2 separate regions of the Mus musculus genome follow, and region 1 is linked to region 2. A link is a contact called in public promoter capture Hi-C data. All regions are on one chromosome and are shown on one strand. The core of a region is the stretch at or near the end of the contact, and the rest is flanking DNA. Distances in the headings are between cores, read along the strand shown.

The links. Promoter capture Hi-C pulls out the DNA fragments that hold promoters and counts their contacts.
Region 1: a promoter capture Hi-C map of embryonic stem cells shows a contact between it and region 2, with 2.2 times the contacts expected there. The contact joins the promoter of Ptges2 here to the promoter of Miga2 in region 2. A contact is called at or near these places in 2 of 39 promoter capture datasets (embryonic stem cells and liver).

What each region holds. Positions count from the first base shown.
Region 1 is chr2:32,392,925-32,398,847 of GRCm38.p6, reverse strand. Ptges2 (prostaglandin E synthase 2) reads right to left here and starts at 2,958. Exons shown (of 7, transcript NM_133783.2): 1 at 2,298-2,958; 2 at 1,113-1,310. The coding sequence starts at 2,573.
Region 2 is chr2:30,362,085-30,367,633 of GRCm38.p6, reverse strand. Miga2 (mitoguardin 2) reads right to left here and starts at 3,401. Exons shown (of 16, transcript NM_001242407.1): 1 at 3,329-3,401; 2 at 1-82.

The DNA.
Region 1 (5,923 bases), core at 1,709-4,208, 2.0 Mb before region 2:
CAACCAGGGCATAGTGACAGGCTTTTGATCCTAGCACTAAGGAGGGACAGGGACTCTGTGAGTTCAAGGCCACTCTGATCTACATGGATGGTTCCAGATCAGCCAGGGACCCTGTCTCAAAAATCACATGGAGTTTCAGAACAAGGAGCACACAATGAGCCTCTGTCTCAAAAAAACCAAAGCAAATGTACAAACAAACCCAACACTGAGCATGGCAGCGTATGCTCACACATAACCCCAGCACGCAAGAGACACGAGGATTCTGAGTTCTAGGCCACCTTAGGCAACATAACAAGACTCTATCCAAAACAAAACAGAACAGCAGCCCAGAGAGGTAAAAACAGCACAGGACTGGTATGCCGGCTAGCCTCCTGTCAACTGACACACGCCACAGTTATCTGAAAGGAGGGAACTTCAGCTGAGAAAAAGACTCCGGAAGATCAGGCTGTAGTCATTTTCTTAGTTAGAGATTGATGGAGGCGGGCCCAGCCCATTGTGGGTGGTGCCATCCCTGGGCTGGGGTCCTGGGTTCTATAAGAAAGCAGGCTGGGCAAGCCACAGGGAGCAAGCCAGAAAGCAGCACTCCTCCGTGGCCTCTGCAGCAGTTCCTGCCTCTGGGTTCCTACCCTGCATGAATTTCTGCCCTCAATGCTTTTGAATTGGAAGTGTAAGCTAAACCCTTTCCTCTCCAACTTGCTTTTGGTCATGGCATTTCATCACGGCAATAAAAATCTGTATTTAGACAGCTACTGAGTGGCCGAGCCACACCTCAGACCCCAACTACAAACACAGTTTGTTCATCTTCAGTGCATCCCCAAGACTCAGCCAACAGGGAAGGAAAAGGCACTAAATGTATTTTAGAGTTGTTGCTGTGCCTGAAACCTGCCATGCTGCCCAGACTAGCATCAGACTCAAGGGTTACCAGAACAACGGACTGCAGGCTTGCACCGCCCACCCCACACTTCTGAACCATTTTCCACCCAGCTCTTCTCCCTGCTCACCGTGGAAACCCAGGAATCACAAGTTCTATTAGAGTATAAAGCAAGATCAGATTTAGGGTGACTCCTAGATCACTGGGGACAGAAAGGAGGCATGAGATCCCCAAAGCTCACCAAGCTGTCTCCTTCCTGGGCCACCAAGATGGGCACTTTCCTGTAGGAGGAGAATTTGATCTCAGTCCTTCTCACGGGATTCACCTCCACCACCTGATAGGGCAGGGAGTGGAAGTCGAGGAAGGCACGGACTTTGCTGCAGAAGGGACATGTCTTGTACTGGTACAGGGTCAGCTGCAGGCTGTTCGACAGGGGCAGCTGGGGGAAGAGAAAAACAATGGGGCTTGTAACACCTGGGGTCCCAGAACTCTTGCTCCACACCCGCCTCAGGCAAACCTTTCTTCAGGAAGTCCTCTAAGGTGACCCTGAAAAGAGAGTGAGGAAAGGTGGGCAAGGGGCTCAGAGAGTGACAGACAGCCTACCTGCAAGTGCCCAACAAGTATACCGCAGGGCCAGGAGGCTCTAACACTGTGTGTGTGTGGGGGGGGGGGGGGGTCCCTGCGCCCCTTCGAGCGAGTTCATCTTTCTCCTGTCCCAAAGGGGACAGAAGACAGTCCTAGGGTGTGTCTTCCTCCAGCTTAATAGTCCTTAAGGTCTCCTCCACTCCCACCCCTTACCCCTAACTTCTCCAACTCTTTCTGAGTAACTGGCAGAGCTGACCAACTGGCCAGGCAGCACTGGCCAGAAGTGAGATCTACCTCAGATCTCCAAACGAAGAGGGAGGAGGCTGCATTTAGCTCCTCTGCAGGGAAGCCTTCAGGTGAGCTTGCTACAATTGCAGCCCCCCTCCCCTCAGTCTTCAGATGGAAATCGGTTGGGCAGAGAAGAGAGCAGTGAACCGCAGGGACTCCGCGCCAGTTCCAGTTCCTGGGTGCAGGAAAGGAGCATGGGAGGCAGGGCGGAGAAGGGCTAAAGACTGCAACTCATGAAAGGTCTACAGGGCTGCCGAGCCACGGTGGGCTGGAGCACGCCTCCAGTTCTGAGTCTGAAGTCAGGGTCACTCGTTCCATAAAGATTACTCCCGGTGCCACACACACGCCCCTAAATCACAATACAGACCATGGCATGCGATACATACAGCTCTAAGTCGTGGGCGATAGCACCACCCTCCTCGCACTCTTAAGGCCAAGACACTCGCCCAAGGTCACAAGCGGGCGAAAGAGGCCTCTCCTGACCCTGCGGCTTCTCAGCAGTTCGGGGCTAATCCCGGCTCCCCGTCAGCAGTCCGTGCCAGCCAAGTCTTACCTGCGCAGCCGAGCGCTCCGCGCGGAGGTCCTGGGAACGCTGGTGCCACCGCACGGTGTGGTACAGCCCCAGCGCGCCGCCCAGGGCCAGCGCCGCCGCCCCCAGCAACCGCGGGCTCCCCTTGCGGACCGCGGCGCCCCGGCTTCCGGCAGCCACCCTGGTGAAGCCAGCCCGGCTCTGTGCCGAGAGCGGCTGCCAGGGTCGTGTGAGCAGCCCCTCAGTCAGGGCGCACCGGCTAGAGACAAGCACCCACGAAAGGCGCGCCGCCTGGGCCATGTTCGCTCTGCCGGCGCTGCGGGCGAGCGCGCAAAACCAAAATGGCCCAACCAGGGCGGCTCTAGGATTCCTTAAAGGGACAGTACCGGGCCTGCGTGTTGCCTAGGGTAACGATGACGCCAAGTAGGACCAGAGTCCTTGAGGGATCTGAGAGCGCATGCCTGTCTGAGAGGCAGAAGCACACCCCAGGGGCTTAGGAAGTGGCTTGGCGTCGCTGTCTTCTGAGGGTACAATGATGACCTGTAACTCGTGGTCGGGCGTTTCCACATCGTGCATCTACGATGGCAGGGAGAACATTGGTCTTCCGACCCATTCACTCCCCAGAAAAGGTCCGACGCGGTCTCCAGTGGGTGGCTGCATTGTCTCAGACTCTCTCTGCCCTCCCGCAATGCTGTACTCTGCTGCTATGATGCGAACCATAAACTTTTCTCAAATCCAGCGGGGGGCCTTGGAAACCACGTGTCGCGGAAATGGCCCACGCTAAGTGGCCGGCTTGGCAGCCCGAAGACCTCTCAGGCCTGAATGGGAATGAGCGAAGGTTCCCAGGACACCCCAGGCCTTTGCGAATTTACTTGTCTTAACGGAGCGCCCGACCTCCACTGCCTAGGCTTCTCCGCGGACAGCCCTGACTTGACCCCGCCCCGAAGCCGAAAGAGGGCGGGGCCTTATAGTGGGCGTGGAATCGAGAGGGAGAGGTGGGGTTCCTTGGCGAGCGGGTATGGAGTTGTAGGGGAATGGCTGTTCCAGAGTCTGATCTGGGTACGATCCACCGCCTTCGCTTTCTCCCGGGCCTGGCAGCGCCAGAGCCCACAATACCCAGACGCATCTGGAACCTGCGCATGCAGGCCTAGGAGAGCGAAAAAGGCTAGGTGGCCCCAACGTATTTTTCTGTGAAAACCTAGCTGGGAAGAGAAAAATGGGCTTAAAAGGCACGGAGGATTCCAGCTCAAACACAGCCTTCTAAGTAGGGCAGGAGTTGTCCCGGAACAGTCCTGGGGCTAGCCAGAACGGCATCCTGGAACAAATGCCTGAAACCTGTACTAGAGAACAGTACCTACCAATCTTATTATACTGTTGGGGAAAATGAGGCTGTTGAAGCCCCCAAACTGAACAAAACTTCAGAAAGGTGGCGCTGCAGCCTGGGCTGAGAGGCCCCACTGCCTGTCACACTTCTCGGTTTCTGATAAGTTCACCTCCCCTCCTCACCTACGTCTCCTGTCTCCCTATGACTTCTGATCCTAGTGTGCTTCAACCAAGGACCCAGCAAATAAGGACGGTTTTCCCTCGTGGCCAGGGAAAACTATCCCCAATGTAACCACATTAGGATATCTGTGGCCCTCAAAATCTATAAACTGAAACTAAGGAGTGGAGTGATCATAATAATAATTGAGTCATTTAGGAAATGATTAGATCAGTTTGCAAGAATGGAATGGGTGCCGGGCGTGGTGGCACACGCCTTTAATCCCAGCACTTGGGAGGCAGAGGCAGGCAGATTTCTGAGTTCGAGGCCAGCCTGGTCTACAAAGTGAGTTCCAGGACAGCCAGAGCTATATAGAGAAACCCTGTCTCGAAAAAAAAAAAAAAAAAAAAAAAAAGAATGGAATGGGTGCCAGGCATGGTGGTGCACGCCCTTAATCCCAGCACTTGGGAGGCAGAGACAGGTGGATTTCTGAGTTCGAGGCCAGCTTGGTCTACAGAGTGAGTTCCAGAACAGCCAGGGGTAAACAGAGAAACCCTGTCTCAAAAAAAGAAGAAGAAAAAAAGAGAGAGAGAGAGAGAGAATGGAATGGGTACACTGTTACAAACCAGACTGTCTGCCCTTGTCTGTCTTCTGAAATGTAGGCGTCCTTCGGGGTGTCAACTGTGAGGAACTGGCCGTTGGTGTCTCCATCTCGAACTCTGACCCTCCAGAGCTGTAAGGAACAGCAAGCACCTTGCCTTTTCTCTCTCTCTCTTTTTTTTTAAAAGATAAGGTGTGGGAAGCCACATGTGCCGTTGCAGAGTGGCACTGACTACTGCTGGCCACCACGCATAAGTTTGGACAAACAACCAAGGTGTACATATGCAGTAAAGTTTTTTGCAAAGACACTGCCTGGCCCAGGCATGATAATGAGGCTTTGAGAGTATAACCAATCAGATGTGAGACATGCAAATGAGGTATGATAATGAGGCTCTGTGAGGTACAGAGAGAGAGAGAGAGAGTAGCCAATCAGATGAGGAACATGCAAATGAGGCGTAGTGCATAACCAATCCGGGTGTGAGACACGCCTCGCCTAGGCCTATATAAGCAGCACCAGTTCTGGGCTTGGGGTCTTTTCGCCTCTGCAATCAAGCTCTCCCAATAAACGTGTGCAGAAGGATCCTGTTGCAGCGTCGTTCTTGCTGGTCGAGTCCAGCGTGCACAAGAATAAGGCCTTACACTGTAATCCACAATGTAATCCTACCAGTCTTATTCTACTGTTGTGTTAGACTTTGCTATGTAGCCCAGGTTGGCCCTCCATCTCCTGACAATCTTCTTCCCTCAGCCTCCTGAGTGCTGGGATCACAAGTGTGAACCACTACACTTGGGTACAGAGCAGATTGCTTATTTTATTTTTGCTTGTGTACAAATGTGTATGTTTGAGGTGGTACCAGGGGAGTGGTTATATGTGAGGATGTGAGGGCTTGCACACTTAGATCAGTGGAGGTCAGGGGATGACCTTGGAGTCAGTCCTCACCTACCACCCTGTTTGAGAAGGTCTCCTCTTTGTTGCCTATGCCAGGCTGGCATGCCCGGGGGCTTCTGAGGTTTATCCTCTCTTTCCCTCCCATCTCACCACAGGAACACTGGGGCCACAGAGGTACATGGTACCACCGCTGGCTTTTATGTGGTTCTATGCATCTGAACGTGGGTCCTCATAATCACAAAGCCAGAGTTTTACCCACTGAGCCATCTCTCGACCTCCTGTACACTGCATTTCTGACTTCCGACTTCTGGGGTTTGGAAGATGTGATTCTAAGCCAAAAAATGTGGTAATCTGTTGTAATACGGTGATTTGAGAAACTCTCAGCCTTTCCCAATTGCAAAGGCTATTGGTAAGAAACAGTGTTAGAAAAGTTTGCTCTTGAGAGAAGGCTGAGTGTGGCCAGCGCCAGACCTAGGGCTGGAGGAAGAGGTGAGCCAACACCCATAAGAAGTGGGGAGGAAGTGGACTCCTCAGAACCCAGAAGTGTGGGGAGGTAGCATGGAACAGGGTCACCCAGTGGTGTCTGGTGGGATCCAGACTCTGCCTCTGACTAAGACTGAGGGTCTCAAGAAGGGTAGTCCCCATCCCCAAGGCCTGAGGGACTCTGGATCCAGAATGAAGTGT
Region 2 (5,549 bases), core at 2,152-4,651:
TTCAGCTGGTCTCTGGCTGGGTCCTGGGTACCATCCACTCCCCAGCAGGACAGGGGCACACATAACAGGTCCTTCCACAAAGCTGACAGACAGATGACCGAGTGAGACACAGAAGGTGCATACAGGGCATGAGTGGTAGAGCGCTCACCTCCCTATGTCCAATACCCAGTTCTGCCAACAAGCTTGGGGGCAGTGAGATAGCTAAGCAAATAAAAGAACCTGCTGAGCAAGCCTGACAACCGAGCTCCCCAGGATCCAAGGTTGAATGTGATGGATCTCTGAGCATGTCCACGAAGAATGAACTACGTTAGTAAAGGTGAGAAGACCCATCCACAGTAGGTGGCACCATTCCCTAGGCTAGGGCCATGTACTGTGTAAAAGCATACACACATTCTTTGCTCTCTGCCTCTTAACTGAATGTAACATGGACAGCTGTCATGAGATCCTGTCATTGTGACTTTCTCACAATGATGGACTATCACCTGGGACTGTGAGGCAAAACAAAGCATTCCTCCCCTAAATTGCTTTTGCTGGGGTGTTTTATCACAGCAACAGAAATGAAACCAGAAGCCAGGCATGGTGGCTCACACCTTTAATACCAGCACTCGGGAGGCAGAGGCAGGCGGATTTCTGAGTGTGAGGCCAGCCTGGTCTACAGAGTGAGTTCCAGGACAGCCAGGGCTATACAGAGAAACCCTGTCTCGAAAAACCAAAAAAGTTGGCTCAGCAAGTTAAAAACATTAGCTATCCTTCTAGAAGGCCCAGATTCAATTCCCAGCACCCAAATGCTAGCTCACAACTGTCACAACTCCAGCTGAAGGGGACCTGATGCCCTCTGCCCTCTTCTGACCTGTGAAGGCACCAGGCACTCATGGTGCACAGACATATACACATGCAAAACGCTCATCTATGGGATGTTTTGTTTGTTTGTTTGTTTGTTTTGTTTTTTACAGAAAGGTGCACATGTCAGCACACAGAGATATAAACAAGAGAGGCCCCAGAGGTTGGGCACTTCAGGCTTGTGATTCCAGCTGAGGCAGGAGGATCAAAAGCTCAAAGAATGACTGGGCAACTTGGGCAGACCCTGTCTCAAAATTTTTTAAAGCACTTGTCTAGCGTGAAGCAGTGGGGGAAAAAAATAGTGCCTCCAGTGGCTGAATGAACAGCAGGCGTGCATCAGGAACACCAGGCCCCAGCCCTCTGCCCCCACAGGCAGGCAAGCAGCCAGATACCCCACAGACACCTCTATAAGCCCGGCAGCAGAGGGAGACATGCGTGGCATGTTGGCATAGAAAGAACCCTGAGACCGGGAGATAAATAGGTCATCCCCTAACTCAGGGCCTTCTGCACTTTCTCAGTCTTTCTAAAAACACTGGCCATCTTCTAAATAAAGATCTCAGGCTGCAGACTGACATCCTTTTCAGAGCCAGGAATGCTTCACTTCCTGTGGCCTAAATATTTGTGCTGATCTTGTTGTGGTGGTGGGGGTTTTGTTGTTTGTTTTGTTTTGACTTATATTTATTTTTGAGACAGAGTCATATACTGTAGCACAGGCTGGATCTGAATTCTAGATACTTCTCTTACTTTTTGTCCCCCAAGTGTTGTGTTTCCTGCTATGAACCAACTGAGTCATGACAGCTATATGGGCAGATGTTTCTCCCTGACTCTCCCCACCTTCTCATGAAGAAACTGAGTTTTGTCCAACCTAAGCCAGGAGTCCAAAATAACTCATCGGTTGCTAAGTGGTGAAGAGAGGGTATGTCAAGGTCTACTGGACTCTGGGTTCTGCTTAACACAGCAGGAACAGGCAGTGCACCCCAGCAGAGACACAGAGAGAAAAGATAGCCCAAGACCCACTAAGACCCAAAGCCAGATGAGATGTTTGATCACATATTCTGAGACCCCAAGACCCTGCAGCAGGGGTCTTGTTCAAGTTCAAGGATGCTTTCTGAGATCTTCAGAGGAAGGAACACCATAGGCCAGGACAGACCCTGTCTCTCTGGGATGATGACCAAAAGTCACTAGGCCAGCACAAGACATGAACAAGGAACAGATTATCCTTGGTGAGTGGGGGAAGGCATACAGCCCTATCAGGCTGGCCCTAGGGCTGTGGGGGGAGGGGAGAGGGCAAGAGGGCTGGCAGGCAGAGTGAGGTTCAAGGGCTAAAGAAATTGCCACACTGTCAAGGGCAGGGTACATTTTTGCCTAGAGGTTAAGTGGGCTATGATGTGCCTCCAGCCTGGCAGGGCACTGAGTGAGAGACAAGGACATCAAATAGCAGGAGATATACTTCTCAGAGCATTTCAACAAGCCAGCGCACTAGCTCTCTGTGAGGCCTCAGTGGAGTCCTTCTCAGAGCACGCAAGGATAGGAATACTGAGGCTTTGAGAGATGAGGACCGAGGCTGGGCCGAGCACCCTAGCCATTGCCTGCTGCTTGCTTGTATCAAACCTGAGGGCCTTGAACGTCTGGGAAGGCCACCTGGTATTAGAGGTGAGCCTATTCTAGGATCCAGGCAGGAGGAGAGAGGGAAGGGGAGGCCTGGCATCTGTTTGCAGGTGAGTCCAGTTAGCCTTGTCTGTGCCCAAGAGGAAGGAAGGGTCCAAGCTCATCATCATATCCTACCTGTCTCTCTATTCTAATGCTGGCCACCAATCCTGCTCCACATTCTTGAGCAGGTAGGTTATCTGCTCCTCCACCCTGGCACCTTAGGCCTGATATCCCGGCTTTCCAATCCAGGCCCTCCTCTTTTGTGCAAGCCAACCCTACTAATTGGCCTGAGCATTCTCTCGTCCCACTTTGACCTGGCTGTGTTATCAGAACCAGGCAGTACTACAGCTCACTCTGCCTCATGTCCTGTTTGTCCCACCCCTGCACATCTCTGTGGGATCCCACGCAGCCGGGCATTGGGCAACCCCACAGTGAACATCAACAATATTCCAAGCTTCAGTATCTGCTCCTTGCGGAGCCTGGGCAGGGACCTTCCTGCTTTGGCCCCGACCTCCCTAGGACATCCTTGACCGCTGTCCACATACAGCGCTGCCCACAGCCGGCACACCTGGGGGGGGAGGTGCCCGCGACCATACTTTTAGATGCTCGCAGCGTTCCAGGCCCGGGAGTCTCCTCTCTGACCCAGCTCCTTTCTCGTTCCACCCACGGAGCCACGCATCCTCTCGAGCCGCCTGGTCCAGGGGATCCACTCATCCCACCTTGGACACCTTCGCGGGCTGGCTGGATCGCAGACCCCGGCGTGGGCCGGGTTCCATGCTCCGCAAGCCTCGCTTCTAGCCCTGCTGATCTGGTCGCCCGCGCAGTGGCCGTCACTCACCAGGGATCCCATCGCTGGGGAAGGGCAGCGTCTCCTTTCCAGGCGGCAATACAACCAAACCACGCCGCTGGATGGGGAAGGCGTGGCCTCGGGCCGGCCAACACAGCTCTGACCAATGAGCGTCTCCATATCGCTCCGCATCGGCGAGGCCCTTGGCCAATGGGGTGAGCTACGTGATCACGCAGACTCCGCCTCCCTCGCTTTTCGCACCGCCCCCTAAGTGTGGTTGCAGTGTGGAATGTCCTCTTCTCTCCTCCGATTGGTCACTAGGATTAGACAGACACACGGACACTAAAAAGGCGGTGGAGTTAGTGGACACCTGGGGCTTTCTGGGAAGCAGCTGCTTAGAGAGTCTCTGCCACACGCTGGTCCTCAGCGTTGTTGTCACTGGGATGTCACACCTGATTACCAAACTCCTGCGCTACACATACTCTCACACCAACAGGCACACACGCATGCACGCACACGCACATCTACAACCCTTATTTATGCATGGTTTGGTTTGGTTTCTTGGTTTTGGATTTTTTTTTTTTTTTTTTTTTTTTTTTTTTTTTTTTGAGACAGGGTTCCTAAAGGATCTATGCTTTGGAGACTAGCAGGTTTTGTATGTTTGTTTTTTAGTTTGGTTTGGTTTGGGGTTTTGGTTGGTTGGGTTGGTTTTTGGTTTTTTTTGTTTTGTTTTGTTATTTTCTGAGGCGATTTTTTTTTTGTGTAGCCCAGGCTGTCCTGGAACTCCTGCCCTCTGTTGGGATTAAAGCCAGGTGTCACCACCGCACTGCCCGCTGATCTTGAATTCTTGATCCTCCTGCCTCCAATCGCCTGAAGTGCTGGAATTATTGGGGTTTTTTTTGTTTGTTTGGTTGGTTGGTTTGGTTTTTTGGGTTTCTCTCTCTCTCTCTCTCTCTCTCTCTCTCTCTCTTTCTTTCTTTCTTTTTCGAGACAGGGTTTCTCTGTGTAGCCCTGGCTGTCCTGGAACTCACTTTGTTGACCAGACTGGCCTCGAACTCAGAAATCTGCCTGCCTCTGCCTCCCAAGAGCTGGGATTAAAGGCGTGCACCACCACTGCCCGGCGAAGTGTTGGAATTATATACAAGCATGTGAAACTCTGCCCAGCTACATCCAAATTCTAAATTAGTAAATAATTATTATTTGAATATCAGGGGAAAAAAATAAAGGCCAAAGTGAACTTTTTTGGTAAAAGGTGCAAGTAGTGCCTATATAGGCCAGAAGAGGGCGACCTCTGATCGCCTGGAACTGGAGTTACAACTGAGAGGAATTCTGTGGGTGCTGGGAATTGAACCCTAGTTCTCTGCAAGAACAATACACTGGGCTTACCAATTGAGCCATCTCTCCAGCCTCCAGTTACTGATCCTTTTCAGCCAGTGTGAGTTACTGAATAAAGACATGCAATTATAAATGGCTTTAACAGGACAGAGCTGGATGCTGTCTGAATGGTCACTATGGCCAGCTACAGACAGATCCTGGTAAGTACAGAGTAAAGAGGAACAATTTCGCATACAAGACTGTGAACACAGACACTTGGGGCTTGTGAGTTACCAGTGTGTAGTTACAGAGCCTGTTAATGTTAGGTCAGTGGTAGGAGACTGGCAGTCTCCTGAAGTTTTTTGTTTTGTTTTGTTTTATTTTCAAACTCCACATATCTGGGCCCCGCCTGCTCTTAGGACAACACCCAGATGCCTGAACAAACACCCAGATGGCTCAGGTTCACCCCTGCACAGACAGATGACAAAGCAAAGGGACCAGCTGAGGAACAGCTCTGGGTGAAAAGATGAGGTTTTCACTTAATATTATTTTTTTAAAGATTTTTTTATTATTATTATATCTAAGTACACTGTAGCTGTCTTCAGACACACCAGAAGAGGGCGTCAGATCTCATTAAGGATGGTCGTGAGGCACCATGTGGTTGCTGGGGTTTGAACTCAGGACCTTCGGAAGAGAAGTCGGTGTTCTTAACCACTGAGCCATCTCTCCAGCCCTATTTAATATTATTTAGTTATTTTATGTATACGAGTACACTGTAGCTGACTTCAGACACACCAGAAGAGGGCATCAGATCTCATTACAGATGGTTGTGAGCCACCATGTGGTTGCTGGGAGTTGAACTCAGGACCTTTCAGAGGAGCAGTCTGTCAGTACTCTTGACCACTGAGCCATCTCTCCAGCCCAAAGCTGAGATTTTGACAGGTGTGGTGATGTACAC